2 separate regions of the Zea mays genome follow, and region 2 is linked to region 1. Evidence: chromatin contacts called from public Hi-C data. All regions are on one chromosome and are shown on one strand. The core of a region is the stretch at or near the end of the contact, and the rest is flanking DNA. Distances in the headings are between cores, read along the strand shown. Region 1 holds the start of LOC100272272. Region 2 holds the start of LOC103627259 (protein IDA-LIKE 2).

Evidence for each region. A called contact is a pair of places that touch in the nucleus more often than the background predicts.
Region 2: a Hi-C map of bundle sheath shows a contact between it and region 1, with 8 times the contacts expected there. The contact joins the promoter of LOC103627259 here to the promoter of LOC100272272 in region 1. A contact is called at or near these places in 3 of 25 Hi-C or Micro-C datasets (bundle sheath, ear and leaf).

The regions. Positions count from the first base shown.
Region 1 is chr5:173,405,568-173,409,941 of Zm-B73-REFERENCE-NAM-5.0, forward strand. It overlaps LOC100272272, which reads right to left and starts at 1,443. Exons shown (of 5, transcript NM_001146760.1): 1 at 1,318-1,443; 2 at 548-1,196. The coding sequence starts at 1,107. It overlaps LOC100286172 (digalactosyldiacylglycerol synthase 1), which reads left to right and starts at 1,876. Exons shown (of 7, transcript NM_001159060.1): 1 at 1,876-2,617; 2 at 4,000-4,032. The coding sequence starts at 1,970.
Region 2 is chr5:173,966,020-173,970,155 of Zm-B73-REFERENCE-NAM-5.0, forward strand. LOC103627259 (protein IDA-LIKE 2) reads left to right here and starts at 2,386. Exons shown (of 1, transcript XM_008647545.4): 1 at 2,386-3,369. The coding sequence starts at 2,674. The coding sequence ends at 3,003.

The sequences.
Region 1 (4,374 bases), core at 193-2,692:
TCATATGACAATAAATTCTATCTGGCATTGCTACTGATGGTGACATAAGTTAGTGTCAGGCAACGACTATTGTACAGTTATATTTTAAATGCAAGCGTGCATGTGAGACTCATGGTCCGTTAGAATGTTAGATCGTGACCTAACCACATATCACATTTAACACTTAAACCCATCCACCATCAGCTCGCGTAGATTTATAAAAGACCTCTAACAAACCATAGTTATATCTACGGTGGGATAATGATCTAACGGACCAAGAGGTTCATTACACACTTGCACCTAAGACCTGATTGCATAGTAGCTGTTGTCGTTAGTGTTACTCAATTAGAAGCGCCATCAGTTAATTTAATTTCTGCAAAGCAGTAGAGTGTCGTGTTCCATTTCTGTTGGCGAGAGCCAAAGTTCACATCTGCACTTGATAATTTATATCTTTCTAGCATTTTCACTAAAAAACTCCAGTTTAGTAAAAGCAGCAATGTACCGCTACTTTACCAGAGAATATTCGAAGGAAGTATTTTAGATATTTCACTCACAAATGTAAGTGTACCTTTTAAATGACTTGTCTTGATCAGGGTGGCCAAAAGCATCACAGGTATCAGCAGTTCCATTGGCCACATTACCATTCATACCGCTGGAGGCATCGATGCTCAAGTACTGCAAGGGGTTGCTGGGTACATTCTCAAGCACAGCATTTACCATGGAACTCTCTGAAGTTGTCAGCCTACTCTTCTGTCTTGGTGAATTCGGACCATAAACACAGCTAGCCTCGACCACAGAACCGCTTTCACCACCTTCGCCAGCATCCAACAAGTCATCAGCTTCACCACCAGAGATTTGATTGCCTTCCTCAATTCGACAAATTGGGCTTTCAAATGTTGACAGAGCATCCAAGATGGCATCAGAATCGCTACAGGCCCTTCTGAGAGGAGGAAGCTTGGGAGCTTTCCCGGAATCTGCAAGGAGATCATCGAGCCAGCACGGTGGCTCACTAAAGAACGTATCCCCAGATGGAAACCTGCAGCTCTGCGTGAACATGCTGTCATCCCTTCGAGTGATCTGAGGACCCAGGGGTGGGCAGCGGGGTGGGAGGTGTGGCGACCGAGACATGGCGAGAAAAAGCCCTCGTATCTTTGATGGCCTTCCTCTTTTGGTTCTGCTAAGTAACTAGAGCCAATCGAGCATCCCTTGCGTTGTTCCTTTCATATGGAAAAACAGCAGCTTTGGGTCAGATCCGAATGTAAAATAGCCTGCATTAGGGTTTGGGAAGGGTTTGGTGTGCTCGATTTCGCACAGCAGGAAGAGGAGTTGCTGGCATACCTGGTGGATGCTTGTTTCCAGCCAAAGGGCCGACGAAGACCTGGCGAAGGTCGACGCGGGTGCCCAGTCGGCGCCGCCAAAAGTGAGGGGTGTGAGTAGTGAGGGAGGAGAAAGGAAAGGGAGGCGTGATTCGGGTGAACGCAATCGTCGAGGACGCGGTTGATCAACGCAAATGGGCCTTGCGGCCTTGAAGCTGGCGGCGGAACGAAATGGGCCTTGCGTTGCAGTCCTGGGCTCCTGGCTCATGGGCAACGGCCTTGCGTTGCCAACCCCCGGACGGTCCCCGCTCACTTCCCGACCGCACGTATGCCCACGTCACCGTAGCACCGTTCCACCCCACCACAAAGCTGGATTCCACATCTGCCCTGCGGATCCAATTCTCCAATCACTCTCACTGCCATGCCGACCCCACAGCAAGAGCCAGCCACGGATTGACGGATGGGATACCTCCAAGTCGGAACGCGGCTTCCTTCCTCCGGCGGTCCGGCCCGAATCAACGCGTGGCGTCGGAGCTCCGTGGCGTCGTCGTCCTCTCCCCTCTCTTTCCCAACACCTCGCGTGTTGTCTAGCACTCTAGCTGCTTCTCTCGGTTCTCGCGACTCCCAAACGGCAAAACGCCAAAACCCTAGCCGCGGCCATTCCGGAATTGGCCATGGAGGCGAGGGCGTCGCCGCGTCCGTCGGTCTCCATCGGTGGCGGCGGCGGCTTCGGAGCTGGGCGGGGTGACGACAGCGCCTTCTCGTTTCTCTCAAAGGGGTGGCGCGAGGTGCGGGATTCCGCCACCGCCGACCTGCGCCTCATGCGTGCGAGGGCTGATTCCCTCCGCACGCTCGCGGACCGCGAGCTCGAGCACATCCTCGCGTCCGCCTCCACTGCGCTGACCTCCGCGCCGCCGCCGCCGCTCGCCGCGGGGGCGCCCATAGCCGAGCTCGAGTTCGTGCGCACACGGATCCAGCCCAAGATCTCCGAACTGCGGCGCCGGTACGTGTCGCAGGAGCGGGAGCTCGGCCGCAGGGTGCTCGAGGGGTGGGCGCCGCGCGGGGCGGGGAAACCCGCGCGCGCACGTGTTGACCTCTCTGGGATCACCGCCATCCGCAACGCCATCGTCTCTGAAGTGGATGGCGGGGAGCGCTGGAGGCGCGTGGTGTGGAACGGGGAGGCGGAAGAGGGGAAAGAATGGGAGGTGCTCAGGATGATACGGGACGGCATCAAAGAGTTCGAGCGCCGGAGCCAGACCAAGGAGATTTTTGAGGGATTGCGCAGTACCGGCGAGCTCGTCGAGAAATTCAAGTCCAGCCTGGTAATTTTGCACAGCCATCTCGCAGATTATTCTAATTAATTGACCAATGTTGCTGCCCTGCTTTGATTTGGTGGATTGCCTTGGGAATTTTGTAGAATTTGTTTTTAGGAATCAATTCAATGTCTCCTATGCGATTAGGCTCTAAAGAATTAATATGAACCAAGTGGACTAATGGAGTAATGATCATATGCTATCGTGATAACCTCTGGCATTAGTTACTTCAGTTCTCTTCTCTACTATAATAATTCACCAGTTTCAACGATCGTTCTGCATAAGTCTATTCCCCCTTACCAGTGGGCGATTATCCTGATAGATAGACCGTGAAAACCACCCAAACCTCTATTAGTGGGCCATTACCCTATAGATGGACCGTGAGAACCACCTGTTGAGCACCAAAATTGATCGTGCGGACGGTCCGACCCTGAGGCCGGACGGTCCGCCATAGCGGCGCGGACTGTGCGTGCGTGCGCAGAATCAGTTAGGGTTCTAGATTTCTTGCAGGATTTGTTAGCAAAACCTGTGGGGTTAACTTGAGAACTGACTTGTAACAGGTTCAGACCTCCCCCTTTATATAGATAAAGGGGTACAGTCGATTGAGACCCCCCACAATCGATCCAATCAAACCTATTATTCATATTTACCTTATTTGCAATGTTCTTTCCATTCCTTAGGAATAAGAGTAATCTAGCCTTAGTGTAGCCCTAGTATTAGTCTTCCTTGACCTATTACTTGACCTCTCTTCGGCCCGCACGGTCAATTTTGGTGCTCAACACCACCTAAGCCAAACACAACAGGAAGCCGCATGTAGCGCAACGCTCCCTCATAGTACCACCCCGCTAGGTAAAGATGAACGAGCGAGCTATAAAAAAGGGGTCGGGCTACTTTTCAATTCATACCTTTCTAGGCCTTTTGGCTAAGATAAAGTGTACTATTTCTTCTTGTGTACCGTCCAACGCACTGGTATTGTAGTAGTGTATCAAGAAACTGCAGAGCACCTCCTGAATGTAGGCATAATTAATGACTACGTTGAAAACATGGATAAACGTTATCAGGACTATTTATGACTTGTGAGATGATAAATGCTAGTAAAATTTAAAGAAGTAAATATATTTAACCCCGAGCGTAAATGCTTGACCTTTACTAGGATTATTCAGTTTCATTTGTATTCTGTAGTCCCTGTTTTGTTGGAAGAGGAGTGCTGATCAGATTTAAGTTGCGGTGCTTAAAATTTCTATTAACCTTGTGACAAATCTCTGCTCAACTGACTAGCTTGTTATAGAGCAAACCTTAAATGAATTATTGTGTCCAATATTTATACTCAACTGCTAAAACTGGTTTATATTGTGTTATGTGGGCCTCATAGTTACTCATTTTTTATGCAGAAATCATTCAACATGGAGTCTCAAGGATCCAAGGTAAGCCCACAAAACTACTCTAATTATTATTATATGGTTAACTGATGCAAAGTTATATAATTTGATTTTGTCAGACATAGTTGTGAATTTTGTGCTCTGAGCATTAATCACATACTACTTTGAAGCACTCTAATTATGATTTTATGTTTAACTGAATTTTGTGTTCTGGGCATTAACATGCAAAAATGTAGCGGTAAGGTTTGCCTCGGTTAGACCCCAATACCCCACTCATGTGGCAGCCACCAGCAGTGGGTCTACCTTTTTTTTGTTTTATTGGTGGAGGTGATTTCTAAAAACTGCATGGGCACCGATACTTTCCTTTTACGCGATATTATCTATGTG
Region 2 (4,136 bases), core at 1,136-3,635, 560 kb after region 1:
CTTGCCAGCTGTGACCAGGCTTCCGCGTCCGTGGTTCCGCGCGCGGCCAGCGGACAAGCAGGCTAGCTACGTCTCGGCGGTTGGAGCCTCTTATCCGAGCGCACGCGCCGGACGGACGAGGCGCTCTAGCTACCTTCCAATAATCGTCCATGGGCCGGACACGACAGGGAAGAGGACCGACGTGACGCGGCTCGACTCTGGGCGGCGCACACGGAACCGCCCTAGGCAACAAAAATTACAGCTTTACCCAGCTCTGGCTGCGCGCTGTGGTTCAAGCTCTCCGCGACACGTAGCAGTACGTACGTACTCGCTGATGTTTACGCGCGTGAATCCATCGACGCGTGGCGGCCCGATGACCGGGGACGCGATCACGAGACCTCCGATTTTATCGAAGAAGGTTCTGGACACGGGCCAGTTCTAGCTGGCATTGGGACGCCGACGAGCGACGCGCGCGTCACCACGGCATTCCGATTCTACAGCCGAAGGTTCTAGATGGGCGGGACGAGTCCATGTCGTACAGCCGCTACCTGCTTAGTCAGTCTGCTACCGCTTCCTTCGCTGTTTTATGATTTAGAGGACAGAGAAATACGGGAGAAATGAGTGTTTATTCCGTGAAGCAACAGTCGCACGCGAGCAAAAACTTAGAACGGTAAGATAAAACTAGTTCACCGCCATATGGTCGTAACCCATGCCACTCACAAACATCATCTTTAGTCATATGATTACATGACAGTGCCAAAAACCACCAATGAGACAACATCCATCCAACTTGCTCTTAACAGAACTGCCATATCATATCGATCCACAGCTACGTTTTGCGCTGCGCTGCCGTCGTATCCATAATGTCATGTCACCATTACATGGATAATGCTGGCTACTGTAGGAATACGGTAGTGGTTTATAGCCTTATAGGGACTAGGGAGGAAGAAATCACAATGGAACCAGCGCTGTATATGTCCGCAGTGACTTGTCTCCGTCCTCTATCTACTGCAGGCAATTACGTAGTGGTGGTGTTGTGGTAATACCGCGGATTACGGTCTACTGTATATACTATTACATCACGATCAGCGGGACGGAGTGCACTGCACATTTGAATCTGATCTGACCTGATCACGAGTTTCATTTGCACTCCGCACGTATTATTATGACTGATTTAATAACTCAACACCCACTTTGACTAGAAAAAAAAGGAGTGGATAGCGTGATGGGGTAGTGCACTCTTGGGTTGAGGATCTCAATGTATATCCTGCTTCTCCTTCCACGCATGCGCCTCTCTGATGCACGGGCGACCGTAATAACATGCCAGGCAGAGCCAGTGGAGTAACGACAACCGGTGTCTGAAATGAAGAGCACACGTTCCCTGTCGGCAGCCTGAAACTTTTGCTCGGCCGTGACAAAGACGAGACGACGGCGCAGACTTTGCAAACTACTGGTGGGCTGGGCTCGCCACGCCAAGCATGACCAACCAGTTCGGCAGCTTGCAGCTGCTCGGCCTGCAATGGGCAGCTGACACAGCGAAGCCCAGAATCCGGTCCACTATTACTAAATACTGCCAGATACATTGGATGAGAATTATTCTTGTTTTTTTTTCTCTCCCTAGAGACCGGATCATGATCGTGTCCGTTTTCTCCATCGTCACTTGTTGTCCCACGGCTGCTGCAATAATTGGGGCGCACGACACGGCAACACATAGCATTCCACCCCCCCACAAAATAAGGGCGATATGTTCTTGAGCTTTTCTTCTAACAGGCTGATGACACTTTGTGTGTGTGTGTTGTGGTGGTGGGGGGGTGGGGGTCCTGTCTCCTATCCATTTCCAGTCTACAGTAGTTTTTGGGTAATACAAGGTTTAAAACTTTAGAAATGTATATGGTTATTATTCTCCTCTCAGCCTCAGAGAAGGAAACGATGTAAACGTGTGATACTCAACAATGCTGATGTTTTGGCAACATTCGGATGGGCTCGTTTTCTCAAGGAAACAAAGCATTCAATTATTCATCAGCCACGGTCTTCAGATGAAGCAGTACATGCTCCAAGTTGTAAAGTAAAATGTGTAATAACAGCTAGACATATTAAAACCAGCGGTTGATTCGTAGTAGTAAGCAACCGTTTAGCTAGGCCAATTAATTAATTACAGGAAAAAAAAGGTTGCAAACACGGTCAGTAGTTTTAATTATCATAAAGATTTTTTTTATCGTTTCACAAGTTCTGCAAAAAAAAAAAGATGTAAAAAAAAACAGCTAGCTAGGTACTTGTTGCAAGGAAGGAACGACCGGACAGACAGGGATCGTTTTTCAACGGGGGTACATTTTGCTGGTACGTGTTGGGAAAACTGCTGGATAGCTAGGTCGACATCCTCCTCGCCTACTTTTCTCCCTCGCCTTGGCTGGGACATGCACCTCCCCTCGTCCATAGCATACCATGCTAAAACCCAACCGGCGGTATAAAATTAAAATCCAGCAACGACACACATCTTAAGCCTTGCCAATTGTCTCATCATCCTCAGGACTTCCATTCCATGCCCCCCACCCTGCCTAACGTTACGTACCCATATATCAGCACCTCCCTTCCGCCCTCCTCCTCGCCATTTGCCCACCGCCACACGCCCGCCACAGCTAGGCTAGCTAGCTAGCTAGTCCCTCGCCGCCTCAGGGCCGGGTTAGCGATCTGTACATGGCCGCCGCCGGCTGTTTCGAAGCAGGAGAAGCCAGCAGCGGCAGCCGGGCGACGCCGCGGCGGCGGGGGCGGCGGCGGCCATTATTACTAGCCAAGAAGCCGCCGTGGCGGCTGGTGCTAGCCTTTTTGATCCTGATGCTGGTGGTGCCGAGCTGCTGCCAGGCGACGGCGCGAGCGCGAGGCATGCAGCCGTTCCGGGGCAGGCCGCTGCTGGAGCCAGGCAGCGCCAACCGTTTCCTGGGGTTCTTCCCCAGGGGCCCCGTGCCGCCGTCCGGCCCCTCGCGGCAGCACAACTCCATCGGAGCGCAGGACCAGAGCCATCCCTGACGATGACGTACGTATACCGGCGCGCCGTCGACCGTCGTCGTCGTACCAAATGTTTGGAGAGAGAGAGAGAGAGGCTGGTCGAGAAAAGATATATTGTAGAGTAAGATCTCGAAGATAGATACGTAGTTCGCGTCGCATGCATCATCGTACGTGGATTAAATTGAATCCTTGCTTCCTTGTCGGTCGTAGCTAGGCTCTCGTAGTGGTTGGTTAGTTGTAGCACGCAGCAGCACTAGCATGTATACTTGGAGGAGAAGAGGCACGTTTCTTCTCTGTAGGATATGATGTACATGAGGCTATTGTTTTGTTTTTGTTTTTTTTTTGGAGAAGAAAAGGTGGGTGGAGGCGTTGTTTATCGGTGCTTCACTGCTTCTTGTTCCTTTCTGTTATCTCTTCTTCCCTGGCGCGGCGCTGCTTTCCTGAGCAGGGCAAAGCTGGACCGACGCTTCTGTTTCGCTGCAGCTGCTGCCATCACACGCACTGCTTGCTTTATGTCTTTTATTTATTTATTTTGCTTTTGCGGATAAAGCTAGCTAGGTATGCAGCCAGAGCAGAGTACGAGTGTACAACAACCAGAGCCTACGTACTATACTCGTACGACACGAGTCGCAATCAACGCTGTTGCTTTGTGCTTTCTGAGGCTATCCGCAAGAGTTACCCCTAAATTTTCCCTCTATATCACTTTTTTGGGTCACATCATCAACATTTCACTCCCTATATTTTTATCTCCTGCAGCGGTTCCCCCTAAATACTCCCCCTATACCCTACTACAACTATAAAATATCATTTTTTATATGTATTACCAATTTTTTATCTACTAACAATTGCTTGTGGCCACACAGAACAGTGTTGTAGAGGATGAATAGTGACCCCTTGATTGGGGGACTCGCGCGCCCACCCCTACGGCTGCAGCCCGTAGGGGGCTCTCTAGCGTCAGCCCACGTAGAGGCCCCCTACGCAGGGGAGAGGGCGCGGTAGCGTTACAGTCTGATGAGCATCATCGTGGGTGATACGGGTCGAGCAGAGCTGTCTGTCCGTCGTTGATGGCGAGGCGAGCAGAGAGCAGTTGCGTGCGTGCGGTGCTGTGATTGATAGCTCCTGCATGCGTGGGCGGGAATTGGAAGCAGGAGCGA